Linked DNA regions of Drosophila melanogaster: region 1 is linked to region 2. Evidence: chromatin contacts called from public Hi-C data. All regions are on one chromosome and are shown on one strand. The core of a region is the stretch at or near the end of the contact, and the rest is flanking DNA. Distances in the headings are between cores, read along the strand shown. Region 1 holds the start of chic (chickadee). Region 2 holds the start of Lam (Lamin).

The links. Hi-C and Micro-C count contacts between places; a contact is called where the count stands out from the background.
Region 1: a Hi-C map of the Kc167 cell line shows a contact between it and region 2, with 4 times the contacts expected there. A contact is called at or near these places in 41 of 107 Hi-C or Micro-C datasets (the Clone 8 cell line, the D17-c3 cell line, the Kc167 cell line and 17 more) and 2 of 7 datasets of targeted methods (both in the Kc167 cell line).

What each region holds. Positions count from the first base shown.
Region 1 is chr2L:5,978,809-5,985,292 of dm6, forward strand. It overlaps chic (chickadee), which reads right to left and starts at 2,210. Exons shown (of 4, transcript NM_205913.3): 1 at 2,145-2,210; 2 at 604-896. The coding sequence starts at 714. eIF4A (eukaryotic translation initiation factor 4A) reads left to right here and starts at 2,956. Exons shown (of 5, transcript NM_001258978.3): 1 at 2,956-3,027; 2 at 4,202-4,428; 3 at 5,203-5,816; 4 at 5,911-6,134; 5 at 6,218-6,484. The coding sequence starts at 3,026. The coding sequence ends at 6,362.
Region 2 is chr2L:5,541,056-5,547,101 of dm6, forward strand. Lam (Lamin) reads left to right here and starts at 1,425. Exons shown (of 4, transcript NM_001298700.1): 1 at 1,425-1,605; 2 at 2,270-2,739; 3 at 2,983-3,686; 4 at 3,752-5,587. The coding sequence starts at 2,277. The coding sequence ends at 4,453. It overlaps Hel25E (Helicase at 25E), which reads right to left and starts at 1,259. Exons shown (of 8, transcript NM_164648.2): 1 at 1,128-1,259; 2 at 668-914; 3 at 378-601; 4 at 98-281; 5 at 1-35. The coding sequence starts at 866. Oscillin (oscillin,) reads left to right here and starts at 6,031. Exons shown (of 7, transcript NM_001258965.2): 1 at 6,031-6,046.

The sequences.
Region 1 (6,484 bases), core at 960-3,459, 440 kb after region 2:
GAGGAAACGGTCCGTCTGTATTGAGTGCGATAAAGGCGAGCGATAGCGAAGGGGTGGGGCTGATGCCAGGCGCCTGTGGGCTGCATTATCAGGAACCAGTGTTGCACAGCACCGCAGACATTCGAACCGGCTGCGCTGATATCAGATTTCCCGGTCCCGGCCCCGCCCCCGCTCTCCACACCACACACTCATCGCCGCATGCAAGTGCATTGGTGATTACCGCGAAGCGAAGCTGCACCTCCTTAGTCACCGATAAACAGAAATCCATCCGTATCGGCTAGGTCGCCCAATTGGTCTCCCTGCTGGGTTGTATGATCACGCACACTCCCTCAAAAGCGTAGGCGGGAGAGGAGGGGGTAGCGGGCCTGCGCAGGAGTGGCGCTGCAGGGGGTGAAACTGACAAGGGCGAGGGCGAAGGGGTGGGAGTTGCTCTTTATCAAATGAAAGTTATCATGGCGGCCGCGAGAGGAAGACAGCGCGAGAGTCACACCCTTGAACTTGCGAAAATTCATTGTCAACTATCCGTTTTTCCGTCCGAATTCCATTCTATGGGTTTTCCCAACCGCTTTCCGTCCATTAGTCCATTCCGTTCGACGTACTCACCTCAAAGCCACTGGACTGCGCCCAAATGTTGCCGTCGTGGCCGGCGATGCACGCCTTGGTCACGCACTGCGAGGCCAGGAGTTGGTTGTCCACATAATCTTGCCAGCTCATGGTGCTTTGTTTGTCGTGGGTGCGGATTAAGTTGAACTGATATATATGGATCTGGATATGGATCGCTGTTGCTTTACCGCACGGCGAGTCGCACTTTCGTTTCGGGGGTCACACGAAATTGGCAGGGAGACAAAGAAAAACCGCAACACCGACGATTTTTTCTTGGGGTAACTTACTTTCAACTGCAACGAGAGGTGGAGAAAGAGAGAGAGAGAGAGAGATGGATTAACATTTATCAAATCGTATCGTATTTTATCATGCGGCAGTGGGTGTTGCATCCGCCCTTGACAAATTACCGGGTATCGGCGGAATTGTGTTATGCACATTTATGTATATACATATAAGTATATATATCTAGTGATTTTGATTGTGATGCATTGCACAAAGCGCCTAATTTTCCGCCTCCGAAAAACTCACATATATACACACACACGCACGGGGGATGAGACCAAGAGCAAGAGCAAGACCAAGGAGACCAAGACAGACAGAAACAGAAACCGTACGCCGCAGCTCCACACACACGTCCGACTCGCTGGGAATTTTCGAAGCGTTCGAGGCGGATTTCAAAAGTCGAATGAGCGCAAAGCAGAACCATAAACCGATTTTGAATTCGAGAAAACCCACTCGAGAGAGTGAGAGATGGAGAGAGAGTGGCGAAAGAGTGCGCGCTGCAGGGGGCTGCTTGCCTTGCCTCTGCTCCAAAGCGCTCAATTCCAAGCCGTGAGTCACCCGTTCACTCACCCACTGCCACTGCTTTCGAGTGGGGCAGAGAGTGAGCGAGCGAGAGCCGTAGCCAGGGCGAGTGCAACGGTGCGCCTGGAGTGGGTGTGTGAGCGAGACGGTCGTACGAGGCGGGCCGTTATTAATCAGCCGGCTGCGGACAATGCAAATGAGCGAGTGAGAGCAGACGATGACTCAACGGCGGCTCTCCGAGTGAGTGTTATGAATCGTCACTTTGTTGGCCGGCACTGAGTAACTGTCATAAATTAAAAATAGCCTTTAATTTCAACGCCTATATGTTCGAATCCCATCTCACATATCATAATGTGCTGCGCTGCACCGCACCCGCAATATGTTAGCATTGGCTGCTTGACAAATCGAATGGAATACCGAGTACCGAATGCCGTATGCCGAATACCGACCGGCTGCTGCTGAACTTTTCCCACTTAATTTTTTGCACACTTATACACACAGGCATACACACACACACACCCGCAGACGGCGACGCACAGCCAACGCGGTTGGCCAAGTAGCGCGTACATGTGTGGGTTTTCGCCATTTAAGGCGTGCACCCAGCACGAAAGTCGCTTTGTACGCAATTTACCCAAAGTGTTGGTCGGTTTTCGATTTTTGTCGAACCACCCCACGTTCAGTAAGTCTAGAGAAATCTCTTTCTAAACGGATTTCCAGGAAACCCACGGCACTCACACTGTTCACACGCTGCGGTAAAAATTCAGAGTGACCGTCGACAAGCGGTAGTACTGGAACACAAGTCGCTGTTCGCTCGAAACAATCGATGTGTGCCAAAATTCGATCACGATATTCCTCGCAATCGATTGTATTCGCTATTTGCCTTCGTAAGTCCCGGTTAGACCAGCGGCATGAAAAGTTTAAATTCACTTCCACATTCGAGTACTATGAGATAAGATTACTGTACTTAAACTCAAAAAGATTCAAAACAACACTGATCGTTAAGCTACTAAGACAAATAGCTGGCCGGTTCCAGTCCCACGATTTAAAAACAGTTCACTGAATAGCAGCATATGTAAAATTCCATACTTTCATATATTTGTATAATATGATTCACATAAGGTTGTTGTTCAAATGGTTGAATACTACAATTAAGTCTTTACAACAAGAGAATGTAATCTGTTGGAAAACAATATTACAATCAAATTTATTAAACAAATATAAGATTCGGGTTTAAATATTTATACTGGTGGAAAACTTTGATGGGCGTAATATCGATAGCAAATAAAATAGCGAAGTCAGGCACCCCAGCTCTGGGTCTGCAGCCCTGAACTTCAAGTGGCACCTCCAAAATAACGTAAAAAAGTGCAAAATAATACAAATTGAATTCAAAATATTTGCATTATTTTATGCTTTGTTTTTCTTTACCATACACACTGCGAAGCCGCAGCGAAATTGCCGGATATCCGCTAACATCTGGCGATAGTTGGCGATCGATCTATCGATAGTCGCTAATGTTTTCTTACATCACTAAAACTTTTGCAAGATGGAGCCTCTTTTGCTTGGTTTTAACAAATCAGTAGCAGCACGTGTATAAAAAGTGCCAAATAATTTTCAGAAAATGTTAGTATATACCCTAGATTAAGCGTTTGAAATGTAAAAAGCCGCAAGGCGATCTTGTGCCGCATCGATTCCGCAACTGCTTAGCATAATTTCCGCGTGTTTTAATGCAAAAAACGCGATTTTAAATTTCTGACGGTCAAAATGAGTGGAAAAAAATTACACGCCCGTATGACAGTGCAGGGAGTGGGAGTGAGAGGCAGCCACCATGCGAGCGAGAGAGAGCGAGCGCAGTGGTTGCTCCAAGAGAGTTTTGTTGCTGGACTCGGTCTTTGCACCCCTCCCCCTTCGCCTTGGCGAAACCTAGAACTCCGAACTGGGGACTTTTGTTGAAGTCCGGTGACGTCGGTGTCGCCACTTGACTGGATTTTATGCACTCTCGTCCGTCCGTTCGCTTGACTCATGACTGGACAATGACGCAGACCGCTGATTCTATCTTTAGTGGACGACGGCATTCGTGGGCTGATTTAGCCTTGCTCCAACTCAATTTTCGATTTGCTTTGGAATATTTGCCTGTCAGTCGGTTTTTTTTTTCTATCCCCACCCCGCCGTACTGTCAAAACTACTGCTATTTTCGATCAACTACTACCATTCGCAACTGGTGTTAGGCAACACTGGCGCCACTGTTACGTGCTAATATCGCTCGGCTGCTCTCGCCCGTTGACATTGACACGAACGACACTAGGGTCGTCCCGCTCGCACACGCTCAGGGGCGGACTCTCGCCGCTTGTCGCTCAAAAAGGCTGCCTAGCTATCGCTTTCGGTCTCATACGTAAAGTCACCGCTTCGCAGAGCGCATCGCAGCACAAACGTAACGGACTAAAAGCAAAGCGCTCGATAGCTCGAGAAAACAACACAGTCGGCGTTCGGCCCGAATTCTCCGTTATTCGTTCTAGACAAATAGGCAAACAGTTGATTGAGTGAACCGGGCCCAAGCCGTCGAAATTCAGGATATAAGTTTACCTAGTCAATTCTTTATTGTTGATAATGTGAGTGGTTGCCAAGCGGCGCTCGCGGTTTTCGATTCTCCCTCCACCAGCCTTACTTACTTTTCGCTTTTCTGCCATTCGCCATAACCAACAATTGTGGCTGGAAAATTTTTTACCCCCGTCCCGCTACTGCTTTTGTTGTTGTTTCCACTGTTCCGCCCCACTAACGCATTCTCGCTTTCTTGCAGGGATGACCGAAATGAGATACCTCAGGATGGCCCCGCCAGCATGGAACCCGAGGGCGTCATCGAGTCCACCTGGCACGAGGTGTACGACAACTTCGATGACATGAACTTGCGCGAGGAGTTGCTGCGCGGCATCTACGGTTATGGTTTCGAGAAGCCGTCGGCCATCCAGCAGCGCGCCATCATTCCCTGTGTGAGGGGTCGCGATGTCATTGCCCAGGCCCAGTCGGGTGAGTAAATGGCTCCGAGTCCCCCATCATCATCTTCACCATCATCCCCCTCGATCAGTCACAAAGAAAAACTTTCGAGAATGTGCAAAATCGGCGAAAAAACAGCACGATGACTCAGCCGCTGCGCCTGTATTTCTTTGTTGAAATTCCGCTTTGCAGCACTCTCTTTCTTCTCCTTATACTCTCTCTCTTCCGTCCGCTCTCTTCGATTGTCGGCGTCGTTGCGCTTGCGCGCCACTTTTCGCTGACCAGCTGCGTTTCGGTTTCTCGGCCGCCAGGCCAGAAGAAAGTTCCCAGAAAGAAGGTCGCTCTTCGAGCGCTCTTGGCGAATTCCAGCTGCTATGCGTTTTTAAGGTCATCTGTTCCAAATGCGATCTACCTACATTGCTCATTCGGCACTAATCCATTTTGCAGGCTCTGCAAAAGAGGCTCTATATACATATTAATATAGTTCATTCTCAACTCCTGTTTTGTGTTCTGGCACTTGCACCTGCCTATCGATGTATAGGCAGGGATTAGTGGCCAGCTCGACCCTGAAATGGCACATCAGCTACCTGATGAAACGATGGACAACTGTCTTTATTCCATTGATCTTTCCGTCATTCAAGTTTACGCCTAACAGAATTGCATAACAAATGGCGTACTGGTTAGTCGAAAATTGGAATTTTGCTGAATTTCCATAAGAATATCACATAGTTAGAAAAGTAATTGTGTATAGTCCGTAGCACACACTATTCTGCATACTAACCATTTTACCTTTAATCTCCTCCGTAGGAACTGGCAAGACTGCCACCTTCTCGATTGCTATCCTTCAGCAAATCGACACGAGCATTCGCGAGTGCCAGGCGCTGATCCTGGCCCCCACTCGCGAGTTGGCCACGCAGATCCAGCGCGTGGTGATGGCGCTCGGCGAGTACATGAAGGTGCACTCGCACGCCTGCATTGGCGGCACTAACGTGCGCGAAGACGCCCGCATCTTGGAATCCGGTTGCCATGTGGTGGTGGGCACTCCTGGCCGCGTCTACGACATGATCAACCGCAAGGTGCTGCGCACCCAGTACATCAAGCTGTTCGTGCTGGATGAGGCCGATGAGATGTTGTCCCGCGGTTTCAAGGATCAGATCCAGGATGTCTTCAAGATGCTGCCCCCAGATGTGCAGGTCATCCTGCTGTCCGCCACCATGCCGCCGGATGTGCTCGAAGTGAGCCGTTGCTTCATGCGTGATCCCGTCAGCATCCTGGTTAAGAAGGAGGAACTGACCCTTGAGGGTATCAAGCAGTTTTACGTCAACGTGAAGCAGGAGAACTGGAAACTGGGCACCCTTTGCGATCTGTACGATACGCTGTCCATCACCCAGTCGGTAATCTTCTGCAACACCCGTCGCAAGGTAAATTCACTCATTCTTATAATTGTGTGAAGCTGGATTAGTTTCAATCGCAAAGCCGATAAGTTGCTAACAAAAATGTCTACCCATTCTTCAGGTGGACCAACTGACCCAGGAGATGTCTATCCACAACTTCACCGTCTCGGCCATGCACGGCGACATGGAGCAGCGTGATCGCGAGGTCATCATGAAACAATTCCGTTCGGGCTCGTCTCGTGTTCTGATTACCACTGATTTACTGGCGCGCGGTATTGATGTGCAGCAGGTGTCGTTGGTCATCAACTATGATCTGCCCTCGAACCGCGAGAACTACATTCATAGGTAAGTGCTCACCACCTCGCCCCTGAATCTACTCAGCTATGTGCTATACTAAACATGATACCATCACTTTCAATCTATTTCAGAATTGGTCGCGGTGGTCGTTTCGGTCGCAAGGGTGTTGCGATCAACTTTATTACAGATGATGATCGACGAATCCTTAAGGATATTGAACAGTTCTACCACACAACAATTGAGGAAATGCCTGCTAATATTGCCGATTTGATTTAAATTTTTTCTGCTGAGCCGCAAAACAACTAAGAAAGAATTCTAAACAAAAAGTGAGTGAGCAAAACAGCAAACAAGAACTGCGAAATCGATAACCGAGCGCAACTATAAATTATTCAAAGATC
Region 2 (6,046 bases), core at 175-2,674:
GCTACGGAAAATCTCTTGAACGTCACGACGCATATCTAAAAGAATGGTTTGGTTATTAGTAAAACGTCCGTCATTTGGTGATTATTAGTCAACTTACCCAGCTGCTCCAGCATCTTGTCGCACTCGTCGAGCACAAAGTGCTTCAAAAGCTTCAGATTAAGTTTCTTGTTGCGAATGAGGGCGAGAATTCGGCCAGGGGTGCCCACCACAATATGCGGGGTGCCGCTCTTGAGGGTCTCCTCGTCCTTTTGAATAGCCATTCCGCCAAAGAAGACAGCCACCTAAATAGAAAACATATCGAATTAATATATAGTAACTATATAGTCGAACCAAACTTTTTGTTGAATTATATACAATGGATTAAAACGTAGACTCACCTTGACTGTGGGCATGTACTTGGAGAATCGCTCATACTCCTTGCTGATCTGGAAGGCCAGCTCGCGGGTGTGGCACATGACCAGGACGTGGCAGGTGTTGTTGTCCGACGGCTCCAGCTGCTGCAGCGTGGCCAGAACGAAGACGGCGGTCTTACCCATGCCGGACTTGGCCTGACAGAGGATGTCCATGCCCAGTACGGCCTGCGGAATGCACTCGTGCTGAACTGCAAGCGGAGAGCATCGTTAGTGACTGTACCTTTCGTCACTCCAGGTGGAGTGCAAGTACTCACCCTCCGAGGGATGCTCGAAGCCGCAGTCCACGATGGCGCGCAGGATCTCCGGTTTCAGGAGGAAATCGCGGAAGCCGGAACTGTGAATGGACACATAGGTGCCCTTGACATCCTTCTTGGGGGCCTCCTGGTTTTCGACCGCAGTGGTCTCGGTCTGCTCCTCATCCTCGTAGTCCAAAAGATCGTCATTGTCGGCCATTTCTGCGGCTTTCTTACCTTTAACTAGTTATCGGCTATAAATTCGCAACTAAATGCTGGGAAATAAAATGGGTGCGACTAGATAAGTTACATGTGTTTGTTAAAGAAAATGCCGCTTTTTTTTGCGGAACCGGTGCCGGCGTTCCCTCCGCCATTTTGTTTTTTCACCGCACCGCATTACATGTATTTCGAAATAAAACGAAATACCCATTACAAGCGACGATTTTATTTAGTGCAGTGTGATTTTCAGTGTCAAACTCACCTTTTGTGCACGTTTATCACTTTAAAATACAGCTTTTAAAGTGAAATTAACTATTTTAAAATCTTTAACGTGATGCGGAGGAAAAAACAGCGCAGAGCAGTGTGACCGAAGTACGTTTAAGAACTCATGCGAGCTGAGCCGGGTGATATCGTTAAGTTATCGATAGTTGTGCACAACAAATCCATTTGTAAGCTTCAACTAAAAAGTTTTTATAAAATATATGCCTTCTAACGCTTTAAATTAAAATGGCTTGTTGAGCTTAAATTTAATTTTTTTTTTATCATTTTGGGGTCAAGCGGTTCTTAGTCTTTTATCTAGCGCGGCGTTTGGTCACACCAGGCATGCCGGAAAGTTATCGATTAGTCTCTGAAACCATCGCAACAAATTCGATTACACGTTCCAGCGTCGGCCGCGTTTTCCTGCTGCAAGATACTTCATTTTCAAATTTGTGCATTTTCCGTTCGTTATAAAAAGTCAGGTGAGTTGCGCTGCTATCTACGAGCATTAGGAAAACTTGTAGAAAAAGTTGAAATAACTGATTAAGTGCCGAACAATAGAGGCGGCACTGTTTCACTCAAAATCGAAATAACCCCCCTGCCTGTATTAGTGTAAAGTCGCTGTAAATATTGAATTAAAATCGCCATATTGTGCAATTTTTGGCTCCTTATCAAATCGTTTAAAGTGCGTCGACTGGATTAGCTAAGCGTTGCGATTGATTAAACTAGTATTAGCCGCGCCATTTGCCTCCACGCCCATAAACAAACGCCGACAAACTCACTTCGTTTTCCTCGTCCGCTTTAGTACAGTCGCTTGAGTGGAAAGCGATGTGCGTGTGTGTGAGTGAGACGTAGAGGAGACTGCGAGAGAGAGAGAGAGCGCGTTAGAGAAACTCGTTTAGCTTCTGTTTTTGAGCGTTTTGTGCGTTTCCCCTCTTTCGTGTTCGGTTCTGTTTGGAATTTTATCAGGGCGCAAAAATAACATACCCTACACCGAACGAAAAAGTTCAAATATAAGTATTGCATATAAAACGCGTTTAGAAGGCACGCAATTGTGTTATTCAACTTTTCTTCAAGTGTTGTGTCCTAAAGAGGTCAGTCACAAAAATCTCACGTGTTATTCTGCACATTTCATTTGTCTTGCAGCGTGAACATGTCGAGCAAATCCCGACGTGCTGGCACCGCCACGCCGCAGCCCGGCAACACCTCCACCCCCCGGCCGCCATCGGCGGGTCCGCAGCCGCCGCCGCCGTCCACTCACTCGCAGACGGCCTCCAGCCCCCTCAGCCCCACCCGGCACTCGCGCGTGGCCGAGAAGGTGGAGCTGCAGAACCTGAACGATCGCCTGGCCACCTACATTGACCGGGTGCGCAACCTGGAGACGGAGAACTCCCGCCTCACCATCGAGGTGCAGACCACCAGGGACACGGTCACACGCGAGACCACCAACATCAAGAACATCTTCGAGGCCGAGCTGCTGGAGACGCGCCGTCTGCTCGATGACACAGCTAGGGATCGCGCTCGTGCCGAGATCGATATCAAGCGTCTCTGGGAGGAGAACGAGGAGCTCAAGAACAAGCTGGACAAGAAGACCAAGGAGTGCACCACTGCTGAGGGTAAGTGCGTGGAAACTGAATCGATAAGAAAACCTTATAATTGTAGGGCAAAGAAAGTAGAGTAATGATAAAATTAAAAGTAAGAAGAGACAAAAGGCGTGGTTTCAAGCAAGAACGAAACATTCATTTAGTTGCTGAACTGTATATAATGATTATCCCATGATATTCCTCACTTTCTGTGACAAAATCATCCCTATTCTGGCATTTAACGAACATTAATTGATTGATTATCCCAACCCGCAGGCAATGTCCGCATGTACGAGTCGCGCGCCAACGAGCTGAACAACAAATACAACCAGGCCAACGCCGATCGGAAGAAGCTTAACGAAGACCTGAATGAGGCGCTAAAGGAGCTGGAGAGACTGCGTAAGCAGTTCGAGGAAACGCGGAAGAACCTGGAACAGGAGACACTGTCGCGCGTTGACCTGGAGAACACCATTCAGAGTCTGCGCGAGGAGCTCTCGTTCAAGGATCAGATCCATTCGCAGGAGATCAATGAGTCGCGCCGCATCAAACAGACAGAGTATAGCGAGATCGACGGTCGCCTCAGCTCCGAGTACGATGCCAAGTTGAAGCAGTCGCTGCAGGAGCTGCGCGCCCAGTACGAGGAGCAGATGCAGATTAATCGCGATGAAATCCAGTCCCTCTACGAGGACAAGATCCAACGACTGCAAGAGGCCGCCGCACGCACATCCAATTCCACGCACAAGTCCATCGAGGAGCTGCGCTCCACTCGTGTGCGTATCGATGCGCTCAACGCCAATATCAACGAACTGGAGCAAGCCAATGCCGACCTCAATGCGCGGATCCGTGATCTGGAGCGCCAGCTGGACAACGATCGCGAACGCCACGGTCAAGAGATAGACCTTCTCGAGAAGGAGCTCATTCGGCTGCGCGAAGAGATGACGCAACAGCTCAAGGAGTACCAGGACCTTATGGACATCAAGGTTAGCTTTAATACTTGTCTAAAATCGTGTACGTATTAATACATAAATCTAATTATCCTGCTTAGGTCTCCCTGGATTTGGAAATCGCCGCATACGACAAGCTGCTGGTGGGCGAGGAGGCTCGTTTGAACATCACCCCAGCCACCAACACGGCCACAGTGCAGTCCTTTAGCCAGTCGCTGCGCAACTCCACGCGAGCCACGCCATCGCGTCGCACTCCCTCTGCTGCCGTGAAGCGCAAACGCGCCGTGGTCGACGAGTCGGAGGATCACAGCGTCGCCGATTACTATGTGTCCGCCAGTGCCAAGGGCAACGTGGAGATCAAGGAGATCGATCCCGAGGGCAAGTTCGTAAGGCTGTTCAACAAGGGCAGCGAGGAGGTGGCCATCGGTGGCTGGCAGCTGCAGCGGCTAATCAACGAGAAAGGTCCTTCGACCACTTACAAGTTCCATCGATCGGTGAGGATCGAGCCAAATGGCGTGATCACCGTTTGGTCGGCGGACACCAAGGCCTCGCACGAGCCGCCATCGAGCCTTGTGATGAAGTCACAGAAGTGGGTCTCCGCCGACAACACTAGGACGATTTTGCTGAACTCCGAGGGCGAGGCCGTGGCCAATCTGGATCGCATCAAGCGCATTGTGTCCCAACACACATCCTCCTCCCGGCTGAGTCGTCGTCGCAGCGTGACCGCCGTGGACGGCAATGAGCAGCTCTACCACCAGCAGGGCGATCCTCAGCAGTCAAACGAGAAGTGCGCCATTATGTAAAATCAAACGCAGCACAACACAACTCTTTCCTCTTTGCTGAACAAGACAAACAAAATAAGCACACACGAAGATCATAATTTAGAACCCAAAAACACACACACCGAGGTACAGAGATTTATTATTCAGCTAAGTTATTTTTTGTGGCCGCAGCGCCAATTATTTAATCAAAAACATTTGTGTAGAAGACATCCTGAATCTTCGTTTCGTTTGTACACTTTCGTTTTCCCTTTCTTAACAAATTCTATAGTTTATTGTTTCGATGTTTTTGTATTTCCGCGTTAACTAATCTATTGTAAACTTTATTTGGTATAAACTGGAGAGGCATGTTGCCTCTTTTTTATGCCACATAGAATTTACGTAAGACGTTCACTTCTTGTATTCGCGGCGGCAAGAACTTTGAAAATATTGCAAGAAAAACAATATTTTCGATGTACTTACGCTCCACCTACATATTTAGTAAATTAGTTTTTAAGCTATATCCCAGATAAACCAGTCGACGTCAGCAAACAACAACAAAAAAAAAACAACGAGCACGTAGTGAGTGATTTATAAGATACAGGTCAAGAGGATTAACTAAAGAAAACAAACGCTCCTGACAACAGACATATTTATTTAAGTATTTTTTGTACAATCAACATAAAATACATTATACATTATACATACATATACATACATACATTATATATATAGACTCATGCCTACGGAAGTGACAACCAGCCAGCAATATATATTTTTAGCCATGGCCATAGGGTTTACGATCCACCAAAACGGCTTTCTCCCGGTTTAGACCGGTTCTTGAGCTTCCTGCAGACATTTTACCGGACGAGCAACAATAAGAACAGCAACAACAACAACAGCATTAACAGCAACAACACAAATGTACAACAATTACAAAAGCAACAAAGAAGAAAAACGAAAGAAAATGGAAGTACACGTAGCGGCTCAGCGATCCGTCGCATTTTTTATGGGTGGGCGTGGTCGCGTTTTACGCCGGCCAAACAAATGCAACGCCCACACAGACTATTATACAAAAACTGATGAATACAACTAAATTTTAAGTACATCTACGTTTATGTATGTAATTGCTAATAATTTGATAATTAAAAAATAAAGAAACCATGTTTAATAAAAATTAAAAACAAACTTTGATTTAGCAATAGAGAGAAAGACATAAAAAAGTATTAAATAGTTTTAAAGCGTATACTGAAACCAATAAGCTCCTACGAATTTCGTAATAGTAGGGTACGCATTTCACTTTCGACGCCTGGTGGCCCTTTTTTCGTCACTCGCTTTGCGTTTCTATTCGTCGCCATGAGTTATTTTTGGAATTTTAATTTTTCTGCGTCTGTATTAGTTGCCTACATGCTTTTTCAATGCGTGTGTTCGCTCATAAACTTTATTTTTGAGTGACTTATCGATTATTTTTGAGTGCAGGACGTTTCAAAACCAACGTGCTTTCGCATTTATAAATATAATTTCTCTTCTTCTTCCGACCATGATTGTTTCTTTTAAAAATGTTAGGTGTCAACCCTGTCGATAGAGAAGAGAGCAAAATCCACTCAAACGAAACGCACTCAACGCGAGAGATGCGGT